Linked DNA regions of Sus scrofa: region 1 is linked to region 2. Evidence: chromatin contacts called from public HiChIP or PLAC-seq data. All regions are on one chromosome and are shown on one strand. The core of a region is the stretch at or near the end of the contact, and the rest is flanking DNA. Distances in the headings are between cores, read along the strand shown. Region 1 has its middle 190 kb from the start of AHR. Region 2 overlaps LOC102158500 (anterior gradient protein 3).

Evidence for each region. HiChIP or PLAC-seq counts read pairs in DNA pulled down with a chosen protein or histone mark.
Region 1: a contact with region 2 is called in an H3K27ac HiChIP or PLAC-seq map of alveolar macrophages. The contact joins two enhancer-like sites. A contact is called at or near these places in 1 of 47 Hi-C or Micro-C datasets (embryonic fibroblasts) and 1 of 2 datasets of contacts at active chromatin or transcription factors (alveolar macrophages).

What each region holds. Positions count from the first base shown.
Region 1 is chr9:86,320,998-86,323,697 of Sscrofa11.1, reverse strand. No RefSeq gene overlaps it. Among named protein-coding and RNA genes, the nearest start is that of AHR, 190 kb to the left of the region's middle. Within about 2 kb of position 1,372, at least 9 of the 83 cell types and tissues checked have an H3K27ac peak or open chromatin away from gene starts, as enhancers often do. A contact at or near this core is called in alveolar macrophages, where this site is marked.
Region 2 is chr9:86,123,806-86,126,639 of Sscrofa11.1, reverse strand. The region is part of intron 1 of LOC102158500 (anterior gradient protein 3); the gene reads left to right. Among named protein-coding and RNA genes, the nearest start is that of AGR2, 71 kb to the right of the region's middle. Within about 2 kb of position 1,344, at least 4 of the 83 cell types and tissues checked have an H3K27ac peak or open chromatin away from gene starts, as enhancers often do. A contact at or near this core is called in alveolar macrophages, where this site is marked.

The DNA.
Region 1 (2,700 bases), core at 123-2,622, 200 kb before region 2:
ACATTTTACTATTGGGTCAGCGGGTTTAAGCAAAATGCATCCCTGCCACCTTAAATCTGACTTCATGAAGTGGGCAATGGATATCAGAAATCTGGTCCTTTTCCTGATACTTAAGTTAGTTTTGCCTCATTTTGTGCTAGTACGGTATATGGCATACAGCAAGTGCCAAATGTTGAATGAACTTTTTACATCATTAAAAATAGTTAACAAGACTAAAATGCAACCCAAATCTTCCTACCAGGAAAAAAAAAATTCAGCTTTAAGATACAGACAAATGTTTGCTGATGAAAACATTATAACTACATTAATAGCTAATTTAGAACAAGATAATTTTAAAATCAAAATGTCATCATTTTACCATAAGTGAAAACAAGGAAAAAGATTATACTTGACATTCTTCCTTACTGCGTGGGTGGATTCTTGAGTTTTTCATGGGATGTTGTCAATGACATTTTAATACGGTTTGATCATATCATATTATTATACGAAGCAATAATCAGTTTAGTAGATCAAGAACTAATCAACAAAAGGAGGAAATGTCTATGTGGACCTGGTTCTCATCATTCTTTTCCCCTACATGACCCACCAGTGGAAATCCTTTTTTGGTTCTATGAGTTGGTTTATGGATAGGAAAGAAACAGGAAGAAAGGAACAGATATCACATGCAATTGCATCCACTGCGTTATAAAGATTGCTAAATAGCATTAGTTAATAGTATGAATACTATAATTTCCTACAAAACTGCTTGTTGATCTCAGCCCAAATTCTCCCTCCTTAAAGGAGCCTTCTTTCATTGCACTTTCTAAATGCTACTCCCCTACTCATAGCATACTTGCTCCTAGTTCAACCTATTTTGTTATCTCCATAGCACTTATATTTTGAAGTATTTTTTGACTTGTTTATTGTCTGCCATTTTATCCACAATAAGTTCCAAATCAGTAGGAAAATTTTATGCCATATTCACTACATGGTAAGTGTTCGATAAATATTTGCTAAAAAAATTATGAAGGATTTAATATTTTTAGATTATCAAAGTGACCATATGAAAATTGAAAAACAGGTTCTTTATTTCCAAGTATCTCTGTTTGAAATATATTTAAGCATCAGCCTACCCCTGATACACTCTCTGAGCATTGCTACCCTACCCCAAACCAGGGATGGTGTGGGACATGGGAACATGGGAGGTTCAGGGGTAGGGTAAGTTGGAAGGGATACTAATATGTCTTTCACAACATTTTTTTTCTAGTTGGTAACATAAAAGCAGAAGTTTGATGTTTTGTTTTGTAGACCACAGGAAACTACTGATGAACTCAGCTAAGAGACTAAATTCTTCAGACTCCCTGGGGAGAGCTGCCAAGCAGAAGTCATCGTTTGTTTCTTCCAAGAGTGCCTTTTACAGTAGGTTGACTCAGCTGGGAAGGGAACTCTTTCGCCCTTTCCACCTTCCTCCTCTGCATTCTACAGAAAAGACAGCTCTCATGGCTAGAACTCATATATGTAGTGGTAAGTCTAGAAACCACAGAAAGAAGGGTGATGAGAGTGGTCTGGGCCAGTGATGATATCATAGGACCACCATACTAGCCCAAGATTGCTACCACTGAAATGTTTTGAGAGAGAAAATAATTTTTTCTGCCACTGTTATTTTTTTCCCTATCCTATTCAGCCAAATCCATCTTATCATCACATCATTAAAAGAGTTCCCTGGTGGCTCAACAGGTTAAGGATCCAGCATTGTCACTGCTGTGGCTCAGGTCACTGACATGGTGAGAGTCAAATCCTCAACCCAGGAACTTCCATGTGCCAAGTGTGGCCAAAAACAGAAAAGGGTTAAAATTAAATAATTAAAATTATCAATTGAGTCCAATCTGTCATGTTAAAATGGCACTCCATATCTATGTGTTCTATGTCCATGGAGGCAACCACTGCAGAGCAGAAAAAAAAATTCTAGAAAGTTCCAAAAAGCAAAACTCGAATTTTTCATATGCTAGCAACTATTTACATAGCATTTACTTTGTATTAGATATTACAAGTAATCTAGAGATGATTTAAAATATACGGGAGGATATGTGTAGATTATACACAAATATAATTTTACATAAGAAACTTGAGCATTCTCAGGTGTTGGTAGGCAAGCTGGGGTGGAAGGGAGTGGGGTTGTTCTTGGGACCAATTGCTTACAGATTCTGAAGGACAACTATATCTATGTACCGTATACTTTTTCACAAAGTTTTCAATATGCATACCTCATTTGTCATTTTGATTCTTAAAATATACCTCTTAAGTTAGTTAAACATATCCATTTAACAGATGAGAAAATAAAAATATGTAGGTTAAGTCATGTATCCAACGTTCACAATGGGTAAATTAAAAAAACATATCATTTGAATTTTAGCCCAGAGCTGTTTCCAGTACCATATGTTGCCAATTGCTATAATGTGTATCAAAATGTCAGAATTACTACTTAATGTTGCTTAATGATATTTGTAGTATACTTTTTGAGAACAGATAAGTCATCAAATGATTTTTTAAATATTTTTATAAATTATGAGATTTCCACAGGAAAAAATATATACAAAATAAATATTGTAGCCAAAGAACAAGTTTCCTATATTTTAGTTATTGAGAAGGTAAATGTATTCAATGCAATAACATGGCTAATTAACTCAGATGATTGATGTGAGAATGATTAGTGTTCTCTCT
Region 2 (2,834 bases), core at 95-2,594:
TGGTTAACGAATCCGACTAGGAACCATGAGGTTGCGGGTTCGGTCCCTGCCCTTGCTCAGTGGGTTAACGATCCGGCGTTGCCGTGAGCTGTGGTGTAGGTTGCAGATGCGGCTCGGATCCAGTGTTGCTGTGGCTCTGGCGTAGGCTGGTGGCTACAGCTCCGATTGGACCCCTAGCCTGGGAACTTCCATATGCCGCGAGAGCGGCCCAAGAAAATGGCAAAAAGACAAAAAAAAAAAAAAAAAAGAAAAAAGAAAACAAAATTACTAACCAATATATGCTGTAAATATCGATGCAAAAATTCTTTAAAATATATTAACAAATTGAATCCAACAATATATAAAAACAATAATGTTTCATGACCAAGCGGAACTCATACTAGGAATGTAAGGTTAGCTTAGCATCTGAAATTCAGTCAATGTCATTTATTATATTAACAGAAGAAAAAAAACATATATGGTCATCTCAATAGATGCAGAAAAAGGTGTTTGATAACGGCTCTCGAATAACCAAAACAACTTTGAATAGAAATAAGACTTACACAGCCTGATTTCAAGACTTACCATACAGCCATTATAACCGAGAGTATTACACAGGTATAAAGATAAATATGTAGACTAGTGGAGCAGAACAGAGAGTCCTTAGACAGACCCACATCTATATGTTCAATTAATCTATTACAAATGTGCCAAAGTAATTCTAAGGAGAAAGACCAGTCATTTCAACAAAAGGTGATGGAACAACTAAATAGTCATACGTAAAAAGAACAGAAACATCAACCCTTTCCTTATAACAACCCAAAAAATTATTTCAAGATGGATTATAGGGAGTTCCCATCATGGCTCAGCTGAAATGAATCTGACTAGTATCTATGAAGATGCAGGTTCGATCCCTGGCCTCGCTCATTGAGTTAAGGATCCAGTGTTGCTGTGAGCTGTGGTGTAGGTCACAGACGTGGCTGGAATCTAGAGTTGCTGTGGCTAGGCAGTTACAGCTCCAATTCAACCCCTAGCCTGGGAACTTCCATATACCACAGGTGTGCCCCTAAAAAAAATGGATGATAGACCTAAACATAAAAGCTAAAACTATATAATTTCTAGAACTAATATAGAAAAAATTACAATAATTTCACTATAAGAATAATTTGTATAATTTCCCAAGCAAAAATTGGCAGCAGGGACCATTATCAAGAGAGAAACAAGACTGAACTTTGATACTAAGTATTTGAAGTCTAAGCTAGAGCTCTTATGGGCCCTTGATAAGCCCAGATATATACACACAAGGCTGATATTCAGTAAGTACTGATACAGCCATTTCCGCTGTTAAATTGCAGAAATACTTCTTCCCTGAGCCGATAAATAGATGCTGTCGTCATTGCTCAAGTCTCCTCCCACACACATATGAAGCACATTTGTTTTCCCCTTAAACACCTAGCCAGTACTAGCGTTCATTTCATCTGTCAGTACCTATGGTGTATCAATTGTTAAAACTCCCTGGGGTCAGTGTGTGCCAATTCACACATATAGGCAAATACTGCTGGGAGGATGGACTTTTCAGTTCACCCTGTGGCCTAGTAATAAAAGGAAACAAGAGATGTGTGCCATTCTCTCCTATTGTTTGTAGATATTTTGCTCAGATAAACAAATGTAGGCATACCTGGTAACCATACACTTAACACACAGATGCTACTAACAGGGAAGAAACAAAAATGACAACTTCCTTCCAAGTATGAAATAAACGTTTAATTTAAAGCTCATTGAATCATTTGGTGCTTCACATTTTTATGAGGCAAAGGGACTTTTGCAACACCTGGTTTAAGTTCTCTAAAAATATTTAAAGTTGAAGCTTTCACCTCATTAGAAGACTTAAACTGTCAGTGAACTAGTCTGAAAATCTCATTTGTAACCTATCGGGATCATTCCCCTTTAAGAATCCTCAGAGTAGCGCAGAAATTATCACAACATCGTAAATCAACTATACTTCAATAAAACTTATTTTTAAAAAATCCTTGGGGCCATCTATCAGTTTTATCATCTGTTAGAGGAAGAAAAAGGGTGATGTGCCAAGTAGTTAGTAGTTGTTTCTAATCAATGTTTAGGAAAACGGACACTGTTGCCACATATATATTAATACAAATTAAGATGTTCCTTTTTCACCATGGCAATGTGGATATGGAGGTTCTTCTCCAGATACTTTGTACAACAATTTAAATTTTTTCTTTTCCTCTCTCCAGGTTCAAGGTCCACTTCACTGCTCATTTGCTTGCTTTGTTTTTCTTTGACTGTAGTGACACCTAATGTCAGCATCAGAGAGTACCTTCCTCTCAGCCCCACAAACTTCCCAACTGACTGAGCTCTTCTGATTATAACCTCACTTTCTCTGCAGATGGAATTCACCAGAAAAATTTGTTTGGCCATGAAAAATATGACTGAAGCCGAGATAAAAGTGTTTAAAATGAAAGTAGAATTAGTACTTAAAACTACAAGAATCATACATTTTCAAAATGAGCTGTTTCTTGAAGGAAATCTCACCTTTACACAAGTATACATTTTTGGAAAATACCTAAAACACTACCATAAGTCTATCCTATTGATAGTGCTTCCTTACTGAGTTTCTGGGTTTTGTGGGCTCATATGAATAATAGTTATAATGAAAAATAAAGGAACTAATATTTATGGGAAATTAATAAAACATAATTTTTAAATATTTACTTTCTCTTCCAAAAAAAGAAAGCAACTCTCTATACCGTCTTTTTTTGTTTTGTTTTGTTTTTTTGTTTTTTTGCCATTTCTTAGGCCGCTCCCGCGGCATATGGAGGTTCCCAGGCTAGGGG